5 separate regions of the Zea mays genome follow, and all the other regions are linked to region 1. Evidence: chromatin contacts called from public Hi-C data. All regions are on one chromosome and are shown on one strand. Each heading gives the region's core, a stretch centred on a gene start, on an enhancer-like site or on the middle of the called end of the contact. The rest is flanking DNA. Distances are from core to core; before and after follow the strand shown.

What was found. A called contact is a pair of places that touch in the nucleus more often than the background predicts.
Region 2: a Hi-C map of tassel shows a contact between it and region 1, with 2.5 times the contacts expected there. The contact joins the promoter of LOC100276346 here to the promoter of LOC100193923 in region 1. A contact is called at or near these places in 3 of 25 Hi-C or Micro-C datasets (bundle sheath, endosperm and tassel).
Region 3: a contact with region 1 is called in a Hi-C map of bundle sheath, with 2.2 times the contacts expected there. The contact joins the promoter of LOC100282997 here to the promoter of LOC100193923 in region 1. A contact is called at or near these places in 2 of 25 Hi-C or Micro-C datasets (bundle sheath and endosperm).
Region 4: a contact with region 1 is called in a Hi-C map of endosperm, with 3 times the contacts expected there. The contact joins the promoter of LOC100284326 here to the promoter of LOC100193923 in region 1. A contact is called at or near these places in 3 of 25 Hi-C or Micro-C datasets (ear, endosperm and tassel).
Region 5: a Hi-C map of ear shows a contact between it and region 1, with 2.5 times the contacts expected there. The contact joins the promoter of LOC100383428 here to the promoter of LOC100193923 in region 1. A contact is called at or near these places in 9 of 25 Hi-C or Micro-C datasets (bundle sheath, ear, endosperm and 3 more) and 1 of 3 datasets of contacts at active chromatin or transcription factors (leaf).

Annotation. Positions count from the first base shown.
Region 1 is chr2:62,109,358-62,113,354 of Zm-B73-REFERENCE-NAM-5.0, reverse strand. LOC100193923 reads right to left here and starts at 1,689. Exons shown (of 12, transcript NM_001138995.1): 1 at 1,502-1,689; 2 at 1-10. The coding sequence starts at 1,543.
Region 2 is chr2:61,645,334-61,649,330 of Zm-B73-REFERENCE-NAM-5.0, reverse strand. It overlaps LOC100276346, which reads right to left and starts at 1,949. Exons shown (of 11, transcript NR_175984.1): 1 at 1,586-1,949; 2 at 1,429-1,498; 3 at 1,208-1,332; 4 at 661-769; 5 at 527-590; 6 at 366-421.
Region 3 is chr2:62,466,044-62,470,040 of Zm-B73-REFERENCE-NAM-5.0, reverse strand. LOC100282997 (desiccation-related protein PCC13-62) reads right to left here and starts at 1,968. Exons shown (of 3, transcript NM_001155901.2): 1 at 1,371-1,968; 2 at 1,055-1,280; 3 at 345-909. The coding sequence starts at 1,741. The coding sequence ends at 538.
Region 4 is chr2:61,794,008-61,798,004 of Zm-B73-REFERENCE-NAM-5.0, reverse strand. LOC100284326 reads right to left here and starts at 1,762. Exons shown (of 6, transcript NM_001367185.1): 1 at 1,292-1,762; 2 at 703-818. The coding sequence starts at 1,621.
Region 5 is chr2:61,841,320-61,845,316 of Zm-B73-REFERENCE-NAM-5.0, reverse strand. LOC100383428 (Chaperone protein ClpD chloroplastic) reads left to right here and starts at 1,889. Exons shown (of 12, transcript NM_001176079.1): 1 at 1,889-2,489; 2 at 2,904-3,073; 3 at 3,167-3,396; 4 at 3,496-3,604; 5 at 3,691-3,821. The coding sequence starts at 1,912.

The DNA.
Region 1 (3,997 bases), core at 440-2,939:
TGATCATCAGCTGCAACAGGAAAAAAAACTTCTGTTTTACTTCTGTCTGAATTTTAATCAAGTGTTTATTTCAATGAAAGAGACAGAGAACCAACAAAACATTATTGCTTGATAAGTAGAGTGATTAGGTCATATGGTCGTGCAAAATATTGATTTGCACTATAAATTACACTGTAAAGTTTAAAATAAAAGATATAAATAAGCTGCTCGAGATAACCTTATATGCATTTATGGAGATAAATATGCATTTATATATATGTGTGTGCATGTACTATGATTAAAAATAGATTCTACCTTCTAGTAGGTTATCAGTGTACATAACACGGATCGATAACGATACGCTTGGTAAAAATCTAGGGACCAAAGAAACTAGAATATGCGGGTTCCACTGCCAAATATTATTTTTCACTGTTAAATTGGTGGTTCCTGAATATCCTCTAATTTTTATATCAAAAAACACGCATAGTTATAAAAATGCAGAAACGATTATTCGATGAAAAGTGATAACAACTTCACGTTACATATTCGAGAAAAAAAAACGAAAAGAAAACTTCACGCTGCATATATGGTGGTGTGGCATCAGATCCCGGCCCGGGCTCCAAATGCATTTCACGATCGAAAGGAAAATATTCTAATCGGGGGATAATGAAATGAAATGCCAATATACCGTCGGCATAGGCAACAACACAATCGGATAGAAGTGTGGCAACGCCAAGAACATTGCGTAACGATGCAAGTAGCATTGCGTGACGATGCAAGTGGCCTAGCACTACGTGCTGCATGTTCCGTCGCAAGCACGCACTAGTGAATAGTGATGAGTACTGAGCCAGGATCCACTGAACCGATTCATGAGTCATGACGCAGAGCAGTAATTAAATCTACAATTTTTTCAGTCGGTGACTTCATCTATGCCGTCTACGCAACTCCACGGCCGTTGCAATCAATGTCGCGCGCGGTAGAAAAAAAACGAACTTCTCTGTTGTCCAAACATGGCGAGGAACTCAGTAGGTGGAGAGGTGAATCACCAAAGCAAGAGCTTCAAAGCGACGGGGACCTAACCGCCTAGCCTAGCTACCGTGTCCCTGGGCAGAATTGCCTAGCTTCTTCTACCAGTACCATGTCACCTATCGCGTAGTGGTGATTGAGTAACCAAGCTTGCCCTATTGGTCAAGCCATGCCGTGCTCCACTCAAACAACAAACAATCTCAAAAAAAAGGAAATAAAAACAGAGATGATGCTCGTTATTTTAAGAGAACGCATTCGGCTAGGCCAGCAGGTCGAGTAGACGTATCATGCGCCTGCATACCAACATGGGTGTCACTTCGATCGATCGGACGAGCACACGCAGACGCAACCGATGCCCCCAGCCTAGAATAGACGACACGTTTACAGTTTAGGATTTATTCCAAACTCATTAGTAAAATAGGATCTATAGTAGTAGAATCGTCAACGAAATGAAAAAAGATGGGGGGAAAAGTGATAAGGGTCAATCCGTCCGTACCGCGCGCCGTTCAGGCTTTGAGAACCTATGCTTCTTCCCCATCCGCAGCACCTGTGTGGGTTTCAGGCGAACGTTTCGTAGGAGCAGTTTTATTCATCTTTCAAGTTTCTACGCTGGATTTATTTTTGGACGGAGGGAACAGTGAACGGCGTCGGTGGGGGCGTCGGGATCTGATGAATCGGGAGACGGGACCATCTGCTGTAGCAGGAGGCGCCCCCAGGGATCCAATCAGATTTGGTCCATGTGTGCCCATCGACACTTGTGCCGTGGAGCATGGACTGGACTGGGGAAAATTGGGAACGTCGAGTCGTGCACACAGCCACACTGTGCCACTGGTTCAAGATCATCTCGTGGTTGTGGAGGGAGGAGTCGTTCTCCCTGACAGGATAGAAGGGGTGACGTGACACTAACATCTAAATCCAGGTTGCTCCACTTTTGCATCCGTCCGAGAGACTTCAATCTAGGCTTTATCACTGGATCTTGACTGATCTGCGTTTTCGCAGTCCTCTTTATTTCATGGTGTCGGAGCCTAGAAGACTTTTGTCCGTTGCCGCCGTGTCGCAGTCCGTCGACCGTCGTCGCTCCATCGAGCTCGAGCCTTGTAGCTGCGCTGTGTTTTGGCTTGACACCGACACTGTTGTTGCCAAGCTAGTAGCCTCAGGAGACGAAGGCCGAGAGGTCGATCGTACGAGTGGGCTGGTTAGGACACCCATATGAGGCCACACGATCTACGCTGCAGGGCAGAGGATGCTCTCTGTCGGTTGCCGGTGGCGGTGGGTGCGATCGTACGCCTAGCAGCTCTGCGCCACACGTCTCTGGGCATCTGGCCGGCGCCACGACAGGAAGAGCAAGCAGCAAGATCATATCTTTCTCCAGAGCCTTTCAAAGCTTGTTGACCGGGCCTGCTCTGCTCGCGTCATGACATGTGTGGCTCACATGAAGCTGCCGGACGGGGCACACCACGGGGACGGGGAGGGATGCGTTTCGAACTTTTGATCCGTCGCCGCATGGCGACGAGGTACCCTGGCCTTTAGCTCACGCATCCGAACGATTCCCGCGTCTCGTGTGGGCTCCCCGAACCCGTCGCGGGCCAAGCAAGAAAACCCCGTGGTTTATGGTTTACGGTGTTGGCTTTGCCCAACTGCCCTTTGTGCCGATACATGTGGAGGAACAGGCGCACGCGCACCCGCCGCCCGGCGGTGCGACGGGTGGAACCACCCCAGCTCGTGGCGTCGGGCCGCGGTTCCGGGACTTGTTCCAGGCTCCACTCCACTGGCCCTGATGACGCGGTGCACCGAGCCACCGACCCCAACGACGATCATGAACTGTGAACTAGCTACCCCAACCATTACCCAAAGGCTGGCCAAAACAGACGCGACTGGCTGCCTAGCGGGTCGCGCGCGTGGGAAGGGACGGACACCACGCTCGCGTACTGCAGATGCCAGCGCTCCCGGCCCATCACATGGCAAAAGAGGCACCGCTCGGCACACCACGCGATGGGCTTGTCCCGACGTGGAGAGGCCACCACCGCCCGCTCGCCGAAGCGACGCGACGCGACGCGCGCAGCGCAGAAGCACAGGAGGATCACGCATATGCTTTTTCGGCGTTCCTCTTTGTTTTGCCCTGCAGCTACCTAACATTCTATTCGTACTCCAATTGTTTTCTGAACGCCGCAAAAGGCCAGCCAGATCTCGCCCAATACGACGACCAAACGCTCATGCTCTTCTCCTGTTCCAGACTGGTCAGCCAATAGGACGGGTTGGCATAATATACCGGAAGAGCAAGTGAAGTCATGTATCGTAGGAGAGATACAAGAGTTTTATGTCAGATTTGTGATGAGTTGAAAGAGAGAAGATAAGAGAGAGAGAGAGAACTGGAAAAGTAAAATGGTTTCTTTGTTCGTTCGTTAATTAGGATGTCACCTAAGCAAAATTGTGATGTACCATTAGAATAAAAGAAGAGAGATGAAAAATTGTTTTTTATAAACAAAACTCTGTCTATAGGTAAACTAACATTATAAAGAGATGAGGTAAATTGATGATCAGAGAGAAAAATATATCTGATCAGATAAAAAATTATTTTGTGGATACTACTCCCTCCGATTTTTTTTTTTTACTTTGACGCTGTGCAGTTCAAAATTGATAGAAGCTGGTTCAAAAAAAAAACAAGCGGAGGTAGTATTTGTTATGTATATGGTTTCCAAATGCAGTGCCTATATGACTATAGCTGGTTGATGCAAATACTCCAAGAACATTTGTAAGAGATTAAGTAGGCTACATGTTATTAGTCTAGCGTATCTTAGATATTATCAGCCATGATTCTAAGCATATTGATAAGTCGGAGCTAGAAAGGCACAGACTAAGCATCAAATAATGCAGATACAAATTACAAAGTACATAATATATGTTGTTTACCTAAACTTTAGCTCTAACCTCTAAGGTTTCGATTTCCCTAACATATTCTAGATCTAACTCCTCTGACTAGTTTTATATCCTA
Region 2 (3,997 bases), core at 700-3,199, 460 kb after region 1:
CACACCTGGATGGGGAAACCGAGTTCAACCCTAAAGCTTAAGTTGAGTTGCATGCACTGACCAGTTCAACCCTAAAGCTTAAGTTGATGGGGAAACCGAGAATTTACTTATATTCTAACAATCTCCCTCACGTGGAGACCCCCTCAGACCTCAACGTGGAATAGGTTCGAGCAACAATTATTTTTATTTAATTGCGCTAATCAGGATTCAAGCTAGAGACATCTGACCTTGATACCATATTGAGTTGCATTGCATATACTGACCAGATCAACCCAAAAGCTTAACATGATGGGGGAGAAGTGGACAATTCACTTATATTCCAATAGGTAGGAGTAGGATGAATGGCAAGATATGCAAAAACATACCTTGTTGTTAAAGGACATCAGTACATTTCCACTTCGCTGCACAGCATATCTTGATCCTGGAGTACAAACCATTAGGAAGACAAATTATATAATTGTAGCAAAAAGAAAAGGACAAAAGGAGAATATTTCATAAACAGGAATTGGAAATAGATGTGTCTTACCAATCAACATGTGGATAACAGATCCCAATGAATGTCCAACACCAAACGTTGGGAGATCATTTACCTGTTTAAAATTTCATATACTTAGTACAATGGACAGAATCCTGATTTATTAAGCAGATAGTTTTACTTACAGGCTCATCCAAGTTTCTCAAACACCTGTCAAACTTAAATTGAACTTCATCTGCAATGAAGAAATGGTCAAAGCCGCTCGCATAAGGTGTAGCAATCACCAAAGCTCCCCTAGAAAACGAAAAGATAAATGAGCATTTTTGCAGTGGAAATAGGGAAGCAACTGTATAAGTCATAATGGAAGGAATTGGATTAGATCAGTAGTCAGGTAATGACAGAGTTATCTGTATTTTTTATTCATAGATGAACAAACATAGGAGTACTCCTTAAAGCTCACATGAACAAGTGAGAATATTAGTTTAGCAGTATGCTCCATCGTTTCAGGACATTCGTTTGGCAATGCTTTGTTTGAGAAAACAAGCTCAAAACACATGGAAGTACAACTGTACAACCCAGGTGCGAAAGTTGAGCTAACTCTCTGTACTTTTCATAAAGTTCAGATATTACTCTTCCTCGATGACAAGAAGATCACAAAGCTTAATCATCCAAAATAATAAAATAGCTCATAGGAAACAAACTTGGGTGGTTTGACACTGCTTTTAAACATACCTGTTCGCGAGACACTCGAGGAAGAAGCGGTATGTGATCTGGGGAGCGGCTCCGACAAAAATTCCTCCAACAAAGTGGACAACAAATGATGGCTCCAAGGACTTCGGTCTCAACACCCATGATCCCTAGCATAACAATCAGCACTAATAATCAATACAATCCGGATAAAGTTATAAACACAGAACGCAACTGTAGTGAAGGCTAGAGCCACCGAAACGCACCTCGACTTCGGTCCAATCTCCAGTCGAACCCCAGCCTTCCCGGGACTGCTTTGCCGCCTCCGTGATTACCCTACGCGCCGTCCCCTCCGCAGTGAGATAAGACCGGCGCCAAGGTTCGAGAAGAACAGATAAAACCACAGAATGATCCACTGCCTACCTCTCGATCTGGGAATAGAGCTGTATCGACCCGTCGGAAGGCGCTGCGGAGGTCGGTGGCGCGGCGGGGCGAGGGCCATCTGCGTCTGGAGACGAGCAGCACGAGATGGCGCGCCTCCGCCTCCTGCCCCTCCCAATCGACGCCACGACTCTACCCCGCGACTCCGTGAAGAGGCGCACGGGCGCGGACGACGCAGAAGCCGCGCCGCCGCACCCGTGCATCCGCAAGGCTGACGATGGCGGCTGAGACGCTGCCGCCATCCTTATCATCTCTCCCGCGCCCCCACTCCTCCTGCCACAACTTTAACCGTACGGATTTTTTCTCGTTGCGTCTCCCGCTTCAACCACCAGCTACGAGGGCCGAGTGCGGCTGTCACTCGGAAAGCGGAGGGCGTGCGGCGACTCCGCCTCGTAACGACTGCCGCGAAACGGGAGCCGCACGATGCAACCGATGCGGCGTGCGGATCGTCCGATCCGTTCCCGTTTGCCTTTCTCTGCACACCATCCCGCAGCGCATCGCGCACACCACACCCACTCCAACTATACATGTCCAAACAGCGCGGCTGCCTGTTTAGCCCGAAGTCCGGCAAGTTTTTAGCCCGGTCACGGCCCGGTTAAGATCGTGTCCGGACTAGCACGGTCCGATCCGCGTGCTGGGCTTGGACGCCATATGCGGCCCACGTGCTTTGGCACGGCTCGGTACGGATAATGGATCGGCTCGTTCTCAGCCCGCGCCCCATCTCACAAACTTAATCCAAATCCCCGCGACCCTGCCCAGGCAGCCAGCCAGCCCCAGTTCTACCGCCCCTGTCCCGACTTCGTCTTCGTACGGCTGTGCTTGGCGATTTTCTTCCTCTCGGCTCTGCCTCCGCGTCGCGACGTCGCCTCGGTGCCTGCCTCGGTGCCTCCTCCCACCGTCGACGGCCGACGGCTCACCACCTCCGACGTCTCTGGTGCTCCCTGACTCCCTATCCTCCCTCCCTCTGTCTCCCTATTCCTAACCCTCACCCTAATCCCATTCGGATCTGGTGATTGGTGATGCTCGTTCATCGTTGGTGCTCCTCGCTGGTCGGCTGGTGCTCCTCGCCTCCTCGGATCGAGTTGTAGCTTGACAGCTGGTCGGTTGGTGCTCCGTGCGGTGCAGGTGCGTGTTTCCCTTCCTGATTCTTCACTGTCTCCGGTCCGGTGGTCCGCGGCTCCGCGCCTTGTATGGTCACTGGCTCACTGCCTCACTAGTGCCCCTGCTCCTCGCCTCCTCGGATCGAGTTGTAGCTTGACAGCTGGTCGGTTGGTGCTCCGTGCGGTGCGGGTGCGTGTTTCCCTTCCTGATTCTTCACTGTCTCCAGTCCGGCGGTCCGCGGCTCCGCGCCTTGTATGGTCACTGGCTCACTGCCTCACTAGTGCCCCTGCTCCTCGCCTCCTCGGATCGAGTTGTAGCTTGACAGCTGGTCGGTTGGTGCTCCGTGCGGTGCGGGTGCGTGTTTCCCTTCCTGATTCGTCACTGTCTCCGGTCCGGCGGTCCGCAGCTCCGCGCCTTGTATGGTCACTGGCTCACTGCCTCACTAGTGCCCCTGCTGGCTGCTTGGACATCTATAATTTTGTTCTGTTTTCATTTTCCTCCCATTCTCGCCCTCCTTCTAACCTGTCCGGTTGTCCGACTTTCTCTAGTGCTCGGCTGGTCCTTGCTCGTTGGTCGCTCTGCTCGGCTGCTCCTCGGACCTCGGCTCCGTTCTGTCGTGTCTGGTGCTCTGGCTTGAAAAGGTTTGTTTAATTTTAGCCCTTTAATTCTTGTAATCGTCTGGATAGTTAGATGTACATTTAATTTCATTTTGTTGCCTTGAACCTTGTAGCTGTTGAGGTAGCCGGAGCCGATTGTACGTTGTAGCCGTTGAACCTCCTAGTCGTCGGGCTCGTGTCCGTTGTAGCCGTCGGGCTCATGGACCTTGACGCGGCTGCAGAGGAGGAGGAGCGCAAGCTCGAGGACTATAATGATGTTGAGGATGCTATGTTCTTCATTGGTTTCAGTGAGAATGAGACCCATGGAGATCCTATTCAGATCGATACTGTCGCCAGCTCTGGAATAGGGAATGGCACAGGCTCCACGAGCCTGCCAGAGTTAGTCCCTGATCCTGATGCTGGTGGAAGGAACTCGAACTCAAAGAAAAGGTCCAAGTGCTGGAATGACTTTGATGAATTGACTAAGATTGTGATGGTAAGTGAAAGTCGCCTAGAGGGGGGTGAATAGGGCGAATCTGAAATTTACAAATTTAATCACAACTACAAGTCAGGTTAGCGTTAGAAATATGAGCGAGTCTGAGAGAGAGGACACAAAACAAATCGTGAGCGAATAAAGAGCAAGACACGATGATTTGTTTTACCGAGGTTCGGTTCTTGCAAACCTACTCCCCGTTGA
Region 3 (3,997 bases), core at 719-3,218, 360 kb before region 1:
GGGTGATAATGGGCTCTAAATTTCACACTATAAGATTTAAGAATCGGATCAGATTAGTATCGGGTCCTATTTCTATTCATGTTTGAACTAAAATTTATTTATAGCCCTACCGTTTTGTAAAGAAGCATTTGGATCGCGATCCATTACTACCCTTATCTCCATCCCATGAATTTGAGATAAGCTTATATTAGAATTTTGGAAAGTGGTAGAATGTCAAATTTAAAGCTAAATATGTTATTTTATTAAATAAATTCTAATCCCTCTTAAAAATAAAGGGATCCAAACAGCCCTGAACTATTTTGGAATTTCTCGGCTACAGATGAAATAGAAGACATCCGACCTTTGCGTATAGTGCAGCAACCCATTATTTACTTTATTTGTTTCCACCTACATTCATGTATATCACCCAGTTTACACAAGGCACTCAAGGCCACACCATACCAACTCACAAACAAGTATAGTACTGCTAGCTAGTCTACAGTCTGCGCCGTGCACGGATTCATACTGCTCAGCGCACGGTCACAACTCACCCATGCGCTACGCGAGGAGACCCCTGGCGATGCGGCCGTCTGCGCCCTGGGGAAAGAAGCCGCCGTGCTGGGCGGAGTTACCGGTGCCGTACACGATGCCGAGGATCTCCTCCGGCGTGCGGTCGTAGGCGAGCGACAGGTGGTCGCCGGCGATGATGTTCCCCACGGTCAGCCCCTCGGGCCCCAGCTCGGGCGCCACCACCAGGCCCTCGTCCTTCACGCCCCTCCTCCCCAGCGAGTTCCGGAGGTCCGAGATGCGTGCCGTGATCTCCGCCACCCCGCCGGCATAGCTCGGCACACGCGCCATCCCGCGCTCGTACAGCAGCGTACGGATCACCGCGTCCTGCGCCGACTCCACCGCCAGCAGCCCCGCCAGCAGCTGCGCACACAGATAGTGCATATCAACAGCACGTCAACAGGGCAGGCACAGCCACAGGTACACAGCATGACTGGTAGGAGAGGGATGGCAACGATCGAGTAGAATGTTCATGCGATGCACGCGCGTACGTATGCACTTTAATTACCTTTCTGGCCTGAGGGGTGAGGAGCCTGGGGTTGGCGCCGACGTAGCCGGTGAGGCCGACGTAGGGGATGATGTAGGAGGCGACGAGGAAGTTGAGGCTGTTCTCGTAGGGGTCGAAGGGCGGGTCCAGCGTCGCGTTCAGCGCTTGCTCGATGATCTTGCCGAAGTTGGCCGCGCTGATGTCCAGCAACGGCCTCGGGAAGCCCCTCACCGTCTGCTTGATCGCCCTGCATGGCCGGTCAGGGGCGGTCACAACATTGACTACCATCTGCAATTCCGTTCTCAGGCTGTTGCTGTGTCGGCTGTTCAGTTGTTACCTGAGGTGCCCGACTTCTTGGTAACAGAACTGGGTGGCCACGTCGCGGATGAACGGGGTGAGGGACGCGGACTGGCCGCCGATGGAGGGCGGCCCGCCGCCGGTGAGGTTGGCGTCGATGGCGTCGAGGCCGTACCCCAGAGCGGACCAGCAGAAGAACTCCGTCTCCAGGTACTCCAGGTTCAGCGGGAACTCCAGCAGGTCCACGTCCGACTGCGGCAGCAGCGACCCGGCCGGGGCGCCGAAGAACCCGCGGTAGGCCGGCCGCGCCCACTCGCTGTCCATGTCCTGCGCCTGCGCAAAGGCCCCGCACAGGCAAACCACTGCCGCCGTGGCCACCACGACGACGGACGACAGCGCCGGCGCACCCATCTCCGGCCGGCGGGCGGCTGCGACGGCAATCGAGCGGTGACTAGTATAGTAGCTTTATTTGGCAACGCGCACACGTCACTGCCGTTGCGATTCCTCAGCTGCACGTTTGGCTTGTGCGTGTGTGTGCGGATCGGTGCAAGAATTTATAGGCGATGCGGGCGTGCGCGGTGGCGGGCTGGCGGCGCGACGGTGTCCGATGACGGGACGGGTAGCCGTGGCGCGCCAAGAGCGTGGCGCGCGGAGGAGTACGTACGTACATATCGAAGCCAGCCAGCGACGACGCTAGCTCGTTTGTCGTGGCGCCGTCGTGCATATGGGACAGATTTGTTTCTTTTCGCGAGTTCACAATTGCGAGGCATAAAGATGGTGGTCCATTGGAAGGAAGCAAAGATTTCCTCTTGTTGGTACGGTAGCATGCGTGGATATATGCAAAATGACGAGAACGGAGCAAGTTAATCATGCGTCGTGCACTCGTGCGCTCAAAAAGAAGGGTAGGAAGAGTGTGGAGAAACAAAAGTATGATCTATTCGTACTTGCAAGAAAACATATATCCTTCAAAACATATCTCCAGAGACTAGACTGATAACAAAGATACGAATTTCGCTCATGAAAACAACGGATTCTAAGCTAACCACGCTCATCCCATGTTTTGCTAGGTAATTTGCCATCTTGTTGCAATTTCTTGGACACTACTAAACATTAACTACCAAAGTGCTCGTACGTTGCTACGATTTCCATTTATGCTTAAGTAATACTAGAATATCTGTGTGTTACGACGGCACACCGATCATATTTGATGGTACAGTGGTGCAATAGTTGTATGACACGTGATGGTCCAGTGGCCAGTCGGTGTGATTGACCATCTCCATAAAAATAAAATTAAATTAAAGTGAACCATCTCCACAAAAAAAATTAAAATTAGAGTGGATCCTCCCAAAAAAATAAATTTAAAAATAAAGTGGATATGTATGGCCCACATACCAGATATTAAATTGCAGCTATTACATTTTATCTTATCCAAAAGGTCGAGATAGATATGAGTTGAATAGAAAACCTACCTCTTTTTATAGTTAGCGCGACCGCTTATTCTCCTTTAGCTAGCGATGTAGTACTTGAAAGCATCTAGGCCCCTAGTTGGCTTTAGTGATTAATGACAACGTAATGTTATATGTGACTAATGTGTGTTTTGCAGTCAAATAGTAAGTTAGGTCGCATTACAGGTAGATGTACTACAACGGTGAAAACAATCTCGGAGATAAGAACTCGAAGCGACGACTAAATCGACGAAACACAAAGTGAAGGTCTTCGTATTCCGAGTGTCAAGGAGTTGCGGACACTCGTGATATAGTTAGGTCTTTTATTTTGTTTTAGCCGTACTATAAAGAGGGGTTGTCGATGAGTAGTTTGACCAAGAGAGTTCTAGTGTAGTGTTGGTGCATATTCACACTCCCATATAGTGCAAGGTGACACTCTAGAACATACTCACAAGTTAGAACGAAAACCTATTTGAAAAACAGAAGAAAATAGAAGTTAGGGTTTCTGGCCTTGGGGCACCGGACTGTCCGGTGTGTACCGGACTGTCCGATGCGCCCTCTGTCAGGTGGGCCCAGGGGTTTCCCCGCGCAGAAACACGAGAGCGCAAGGTTCACGAGTTGAATTATAGTGGCGCACAGGACAGCGCACCGGACAGTGACTGTTCACTGTCCGGTGTGCCATCTGCCCAACGGCTAGTTGTCAGAACTAACCGTTGGAGTCGACCGTTGGCGCACCGGTGGCGCACCGGACTGTCCGGTGCGCCCATGCGCAGAACAATGCTGGTAACGGCTAGTTGATAGGTGAGGGCTATTTATACACCCTCCACCCACCATATTCAATGTCTTGTTGCCCACATTTATTCCTGCACATTGGTAGAGCATTGCAAGCACCAAAAGCCTAGTGAGGTGATTAGAGAATTGTAATCCCGCATTTGAACCTCATTAGCGTTAGCGAGAGCCACCTAGAGCACACACCACTTGCATTAGGCTTCTCTTGGTCAAGCAAAAGTCTACGACTTGTTACTCTTGGTGATCGGCATCACCTAGACGGCTTGGTGGCGTTGGGAGCTCGGTGATCACCGTGGAGATCTTGTTGGTGACCCGACTCAAGTTTGTAAGCGGTCGTGAGGGTTCCACCGCGCCGGAGTGGAAAAGAATCATCTCGTAGCGAGCACTTGGTTCTTGCGAGGACCAAGGTGGAGCGATACCCTTGCGCGGGTGC
Region 4 (3,997 bases), core at 513-3,012, 320 kb after region 1:
GTGGTATTTTGTCGTAAGCCTTCTCCAAATCAATAAAAACCATGTGTAGGTCCTTCTTTTGTTCCATATAATCACTTGTCTTATTAAGAAAATAGCTTATATGGTTGACCTTCCGAACATAAAAACAAAATTGGTTTATAGAGATTCCCATTATTTCTCCTAGACAATGCTTTAACTCTCTCACATAACTTCATAGTCCGGCTCGTCTAATTAACATAGTGCCCAGCTCACTTGACATAGTGCTTAGATTATGACACGACACGTCACCAAGGAAGTTGCGACACAACCCTTTCTTATTTAAGACCATATCCAGGTTCCAATATGGCGCGTCGTTAGGAGAGTTGCGCTCCAACGGATTTCTTTCAGGTTTCGTCTCCATTAAGATGACAAGGTATAGCGTTGGTTTGAAAGCTATCACAACCTCTTCCTTTACTAGGGTTTGGGACCTGCTATGCTTAGCGCTGCATCATAGCTCAGGACAAAGAAAACTTGTAAAGTACAGATAAGTAAGGTTAATTGTTAAGCTAGTTGTCATTGACTACTGGAGGCAGGCAGGGAGAATATTAAACATCTATAGAAGTAAGGTGTGCAATGTACAACATACATCAAAGCTCTCATGGGACCTGCAACTGTTCTTTTTTATAAAGGAAACTTGCAAATAATAACAGAAGAGTAAATTAAACAGAACCCAGAAACGCTTACCTGCCCTGGACATCCTCCACTCCTCTTATCCTTCTCATGACACAAGATATGCCAGCATTCGCACCAGTCATGACCGCAAAGTTTCGTGCTTGCACCAGGGGTCCACCCGCTAAAGCCTATAATTCAAATTTAAACATTAAATAAAATGCTTGAAGTGGACGATATTTTCCTTTCGTCTGTCCTGGATGTATGACAATTGCGTTTAGACTTTAGAAGCAATGGCCAATCTGTGCAAAGGGACCCTCTGGGATACTTTTACTCATATCGAAAGAAGAGCATTCGCTTTTCGTCCTTAAAGAAAAATGTTATCACATGCATAGAAAAAAAAGAAGCTATTTTGCTTTTGTTTTTGAATAAAGACATAGAGTTTGCTTGCTTCCGGGGCAAACTAAAAATATATCATCTCGACAAAAAGATGCCATAAAGCCAGTTCGTATTTCATATCAGAGATTATCAGTGCCCCATTACGAAAAAAACAGTTAACAATTTCTTAAGATTCTAAAGAAATTCATAATAACATTAATTAAAACGATGCGTTTCGGTAGTTCAGTCTGCAAAACGGTTGCGCATAGAGACCTCAGGCCAGTACCTGCGCTTGCTTGAAGGAGGCCAAGACCTTTGGGTCGGTCCCCGGCGGCGGCGGCGGCACAGGAAGCGCGGCCCCGCCGTCGGGCGCAAGCGTGCCCATGAGCCCGCCGAGCGCGGCGCCCTGCACGGCGCCGACCGCCGTGACCACGGCGGCCTCGACGTGGGTGGGCTGCTTCGCTAGCCACGCCCGCACGCCGGCCTCCAGCGACCTGACGCGGTCGGTCCACTCCGCCAGTGGGTTGGTCATGCCCATGCCCCGCGCTGCTGCCACCTGCGACGATGAGGATGCCATCACCGTCAGCGGCCGCCGCTTCTGGCCCGCCTTTTCCATCTAGCCGACCAAGAACTCTCGCCGCCTCTCCTCGGTGCTTCGCGTCGCTTGTGAAGGAGGGAGCTGCTGCAGGGCTGCTTTATCCCCTCCTGCTCTTGGATGCCCCGCGGGCGCTGCGAGCCCGTCGGCCTCGCCTGAATTGACCAGCACTCGACCTTTTTCCCGTTCCACCAAACCACCCCACAAAATCGCGAGTGTGGATCACATGGGCCGGTTTGTTTGGGCCAGCGATTCGTCGGGCCCGTGTTCAGACGGGGAACTAAAGAACATCCCTTCACGATCAAAGGAAAATGCTCATATTCGGCATTCGGGATCGGGAGACGAACTATCAGCAATGTTGTATCCTTTCAAAATAAATGCACACTACGTTTCCCAAAAAATAGATTTTATTAAATTTAACTGCTAATATAAAAATAATATCAATATTTATATCTCTAAATAAGTTTATTATAAAAATAATTTCATGATCTTTATAATCATATGACAATGCTTACTTCATATGATAAATATTAGTACTTTTGTGTATATATTTAGTTAAATTTTAAAAATTCTAACTCTTTGATAAGGCTTACTTCAACAGGTCAGCTAGATGGGCATCCAAAGCAAAATAGTTGCCGCATAGGTAGTGTAGCGTGTCCACCAGGGAAGGCAAAAGGAGCAACCATTTTGAATAAGATAAAAGAGAAAACCTAAATTGTATGCTAGCAAGGAGGGCAACTATTTTATACCTGTTTCAATGACAGAATAGTCTCACCATTCACCAATCCAATACCAGTACTATTTAGTATAAATATAGAAGATAAAATGGTTTCTCTGTTGAATACACTCACAATTTGGATGACCACCTAAATCATTAGTAACAGCCAAAAGATCGAATGCCTAGCTTCTTTTTGTTGGAGGCAGCCTAAGAGATTTTAGGATAGAGTATATGACTAGAGGTGGTAATGAACCATGATCCAAATTTTTTCACAAATTATTTAAGCCCTTGATTAATTTTAGTTAAATTGAATATAAATAAAGTTTATCCTAATTCGATCCGATCCTTAAATTTTATAGTGTAAAATTTAGAGCTCGTTATCATCTTATATATGATTTCTGGTGGCAAGCGCAAACCTTACAGGGTATCTCGGTGATAAATGACTCAATCAAAATGCATAGACAATTTAGATTTTAGAGGCGTTGAGCTTTTTAGGGCCTGTTTGGAAATGCTGTTTTAAAATACTGTAGTTTTGAGATACCATAGTTTACAATTGTACATGACATAAATACTACGGTATTGCTTTACCACAGTAAAACTGCAGTATTGCTCAAAACCGAGATCTGTTTGGTTTTATTGGAAAAACAAAGTATATGTAGAGAGAAGAGAAGAAAACTGAGGTCTTGAGTGGAGTTTCGAAAACTCCAAAAATACTACAGTTTTGGGTAAACCATGGTATTTAAAACTGAGTTTTGACTGTACAAACCAAACACCTTTTGAGCTCCAATACTATAGTATCATCAAATACCATAGTATTATTTCAAAACTGCAAAAATACTACAATTCCAAACAGGGCCTTAACCTCGCCATGCTTGCACGACAGGGTAGGGTTTTGAGGACAATATACATTCGATATGGTGATTTCTTAGAAGACACAAGTAACGGTTAATGTTTATGGTTATATTTTATACTTCTCATCTTATAAACTTTTAAATATTAAATAAAAGTCTTTTATAAATTGAATATCCAATAATCTCTACTCTCTACTAATCCTTAAGGCAATAGTGTAGACTAGGCACAACCATGCCCCCGCCTCCATCTCGATCGTCCGATTGCCAACCCCGCCTCCATCCCAAACCGTCTGATTGCCTCGCTCCCGCTCCCGCAGCCGCACCCGCCGCCACGGGCACCCGGCCATGCGCGCAGCCGCCCCAACCCTCGCTCTCAGGCGCCGCGGATTCTGCCACCCGCCCCCGCAAACGCCGCCATGGATGTCGGCCGCATTCGCGGATTCTGCCACCCGCCCCCACAAACGCCGCCATGGATGGTGGCCGCATCCTCGACCCGCTGCTCTCGGGCGCCGTGGATTCCGCCTCCCTCCTGCGTTCTCATCCCACTCGGCCCCCTCCTCGCACAGCTAGCCGCATGCCAAGCATGGCGGACCCGCCTCCCCATCCGCACCCTAACCACTTGCTCCTCGTGGCCTCCACCATCCCATTCGTGGGAGCCGCATCCACGGCCGGGCCAGCCTCCCTCATCATCGGCCCCTACTTAGTACCGTTCCTCCTCCCCACTTCCGCCTCCGCCTCCTTCGGTCACGTCATCTCTGGCAAGCTCTATGCCCCATCCCACGCCGCGCTCGCCGAGCTTGATGCCTTCGAGGCAAGCGCCTCGCCTCC
Region 5 (3,997 bases), core at 640-3,139, 270 kb after region 1:
TAGTGACCACTACATTTGTATCATGATCTTTCCAAAGCATGGTAAAGTCGTGGTCTTCGACTCACTGAGAATGGAAAAGGCTACGTATAATGACTTCTTGAAGATTTTAGATAAGTATGATTATTATTGCACACTTGTACTTATTACAACTTAACAAATGTATTCTTAATCTCACAATGCTATTCTTATATGCAGTGCATACCGTTTTTATTGGAAAGGTCTTGGCGGCGAACATCCAGAGGACAAGCCTAATTTGTCAATATCATTATTTCCATATTGTGATAAACAACCTCCGGGTACTGCCCTGTGCGGTTATTATGTATGCGAATGATGTCGTGTCACCTTTCATTACATGGTCAATCGTGAGGATGTAAGTTCGCTATCATTGTCTATGTTGTAATTTTTATGTTATATTGTTGCTCATCACATTACTCTTAGTACTGCTTGCTTTTTGCTTTCATTGCAGGTTCCTAAATCCAAGATCAATGCTGAATGGTTAGAAAGAGATATGGTTTCCGTCGGGGTGGCTAAGGTTATAAAAGACTTGCTTTACTTTATGCGTCGTGAAGTTCTTCATCAACAAAGGCTATTCTACAATACAAATGGAAATTTGCAACAATTCCCAGAACTAAGTTTGTACACGATATCACAGAGTGTTTAAATCTTTAGTTATAAACTTTAGATGTTTAGTTGTCTATGGAACTTTGAGATGTTGAGTTGTTATGCAACTTGATATGTGTATAAATCTGTGTATGATGGATGAATATGTGTATAGAACCTGTTATGGAACTTGATAGATATAAATCTGTGTATGAAATCTGTGTATTATGAATCTGTGTATGGAATATGTGTTTGAATCTGTGTGTTGAATCTGTTATTAATTCTGTATATGAATCTGGAATCTAAATATGAATCTGAAATCTGTATATTGAAATACAGTCGGACTTATATTTAAAACCGCATGTGATGTGTGTCTGTCACAGACGGTTCTTTTAAACTGGACCGCCTGTGATGTGTTTCTATCACAGGCGGTTCTTTTCAACCGGACCGCCTGTGATATGTGTCTATCACAAGCGGTTTTCGATTGACCGCCTGTGATGTTGTTTTACATCACAGTCGGTGCACCACAAGCGGTTCCTGGAACCGCCTGTGTAGAGGCTAACCGGACCGCCTGTACAGAGGTTTACTGTAGTAGTGTTTCTTTCTATGAATATAGGACCTCTATCATACAATGTAATAAAATAGTAAAGGAACGGTTCACTCTATAAATTATTATTTTTTATATTTTATTCTCGAATATTTATATTTTTAAACAAAACACGATAAATAAATAAAATAAAGAGAGAGTATTTTTAAAGTAGCCTTTGTACTACGTTTGGGAGCGAAGGGTTGTTTAAAAACATCCCGCCGCATTGCACGGCCGGCCCCCGGCCTGTGCGACGCAGCCACGGAACGCGTCTCAGTCCACACACGCAGACACCCGTTCGGATAGGCCCCGCGCTGGCAGGCGCGCCGCGCGCTCCGGACCCGAGCCCGACCGGCGAAGAACGCCCAGCGCGGTGGCGTGCGGTCGGAGCGGTGGAATCGAAGCCCTCCTCTGAAAAATCCCTTTCTTCGCCTATCGCACCGCATCGCGTTTCCGATCATCTGTCCCCGCACCGGTTCCCCCATCCTCCCCACCTTCCTTGCGTGCCGCTGCCGCTTCCACTTCCTCAGTTCCCTCTCCCACTCCACTCGATTCTCGATCCCAAGCAGCGGCGCACGGCGCAACTAACCGATATATTTTTCTATATTCGATTGCGTGCCGCTTTACATCCACGCCTTGAAGAAGGTAGGAGAAGCATATAATTGAAAGAAGCATACAATCATACACCGAACTGATCGAAGAGGGGAAAAGGGGACAATCGGGCGATGGAGGCGTGCTGCTGCTCGTCCTCATCGGCGCCGTCGGCGTCCATCCTCGCCGCCGCGCCGGACGTAGCCCTCCGCCGTCGTATCCCCGCGGCGGCGGGAGGGAGGACGCCGGCGCGCCCGCTGCGCGTCTCCGCGGTGATGCTGGCCACCGCGGTCCCGCGGCGGCGCGGACCGGGCGTCATCAGGGCGGTGTTCGAGCGGTTCACGGAGCGGGCGGTGAAGGCGGTGGTGTTCTCGCAGCGGGAGGCGCGCGGGATGGGGGACGACACTGTTGCGCCGCACCACCTGCTGCTGGGCCTCATTGCCGAGGACCGGACCCTCGTGGGGTTCCTCGGTTCCGGCCTCCGCGTCGAGCGCGCGCGAGAGGCGTGCCGCGACGCCCTGGGTAAGGCCGGGCCTGCGCAAGCGGCCACCGGGCTGGCCACGGACGTGCCATTCTCGGCTGCAAGCAAGCGGGTCTTCGAGGCCGCCGTCGAGTTCTCCAGGAACATTGGCTGCAACTTCATCTCGCCGGAGCACATTGCTCTCGGCCTCTTCGACCTGGACGATCCCACCACCAACAGAATCCTCAAGAGGTTGGTGGTCATCTTCTGTTCCATACTCCACTCGGTTAAGAAACTCTCTGCTATTTTCCATCGTTTTTGGTCAGTGGTATATAAATCACAATAATATGGCTAATTAGCAACAAGACACCAACCTTTGTCAGTGCCTAATAACTTGATAAGTAAGCAATCAGGTTCATTTGGAGTGTGACAACAAATGCATTTAGTTACTTGCGACTAGAGCAATCAGGTGACAACAAGCAACATACCAAATTCAGCAGCATGGCAGCTGGAAATGTAACAGCTACCAACCAGTAGCAACGGCTGGATGCAGTTGATCAAATTCTCAAAAGAAACTTGTGTTTGTCGTAGACAAAAGTAGATAAAACCTCCCTGTTTTGCTTTTCATTATTAGTGTGATTTACTGGTCCACTGCATCCGGTGTAGCTTAGGAGCAGATCCAAGTCAGCTAGCAAAACAGGCACTTAAACGTGTCCAAGGAGAGCTTGCCAAAGATGGCAGAGAGCCAGTGGGGTTATCTTCTTTCAAAGTACGTGAGAGGTCTGCCGCGGGAGCTGGCAAGTCTGCAATTGTCAAGTATTCAAATAAAAAGAAAGGTCAGAGGTTGAACTTCTTTATTGGAGTTTATTCCACTATTCTTGGTGGTAGAGCTGATTGTATAAATTGACTTGTTTTATTTGTCATTTCAGAGAAGAGTGCACTAGCTCAGTTTTGTGTGGATTTGACTATGCGAGCAAGTGGAGGATTAATTGATCCTGTTATTGGTCGCAAGGAGGAGATCGAAAGAGTAGTTCAGATTATATGCCGGCGAACAAAGAACAATCCTATTCTGTTGGGTGAAGCAGGTGTTGGTAAAACAGCTATTGCTGAGGGCTTAGCTCTCAAAATTGCTAATGGTGATGTTCCTATCTTCCTTGTGGTAAGATCCAGTGATGGATAACCAGAATCCCAATCATGCTGTAAAGTATTGAGCAACAACTGTGGTTAATAGTTACCACTCATTTACATAATTTTACAGGGAAAACGTATATTATCATTGGATGTTGCTCTACTTATGGCTGGTGCAAAAGAAAGGGGTGAACTGGAAGCCAGGATTACTAGTTTACTTCGTGAAGTACGCAAAGCAGGTCTTCTGGCTTGTCCAATATAAATCACTGAATGTTGATTTTTTTTGTCGATATGCAATCTTTAGTTAGCTCCCAAATATATGCAGGTGATGTTATGCTATTCATCGATGAGGTCCATACTCTTATTGGATCTGGAATTGCTGGGAGAGGGAGTAAAGGAGCTGGCCTTGATATTGCCAATTTGCTGAAGCCTGCACTCTCTAGAGGTGAATTGCAGGTATGGACTTCACAATATCCAGCTTATTCTATGTTTCCCTTCATGCTTTACACTTAATGCATGATGCTTCTCGTATCGACAGCATTGAACTATTGGTTTGTTTGCTGCACCATTTAACTTGTTGTCTAGAATCTAGATGTGTGTCCCTGTGGGTTGTTATATTGCCCTAATTTTAT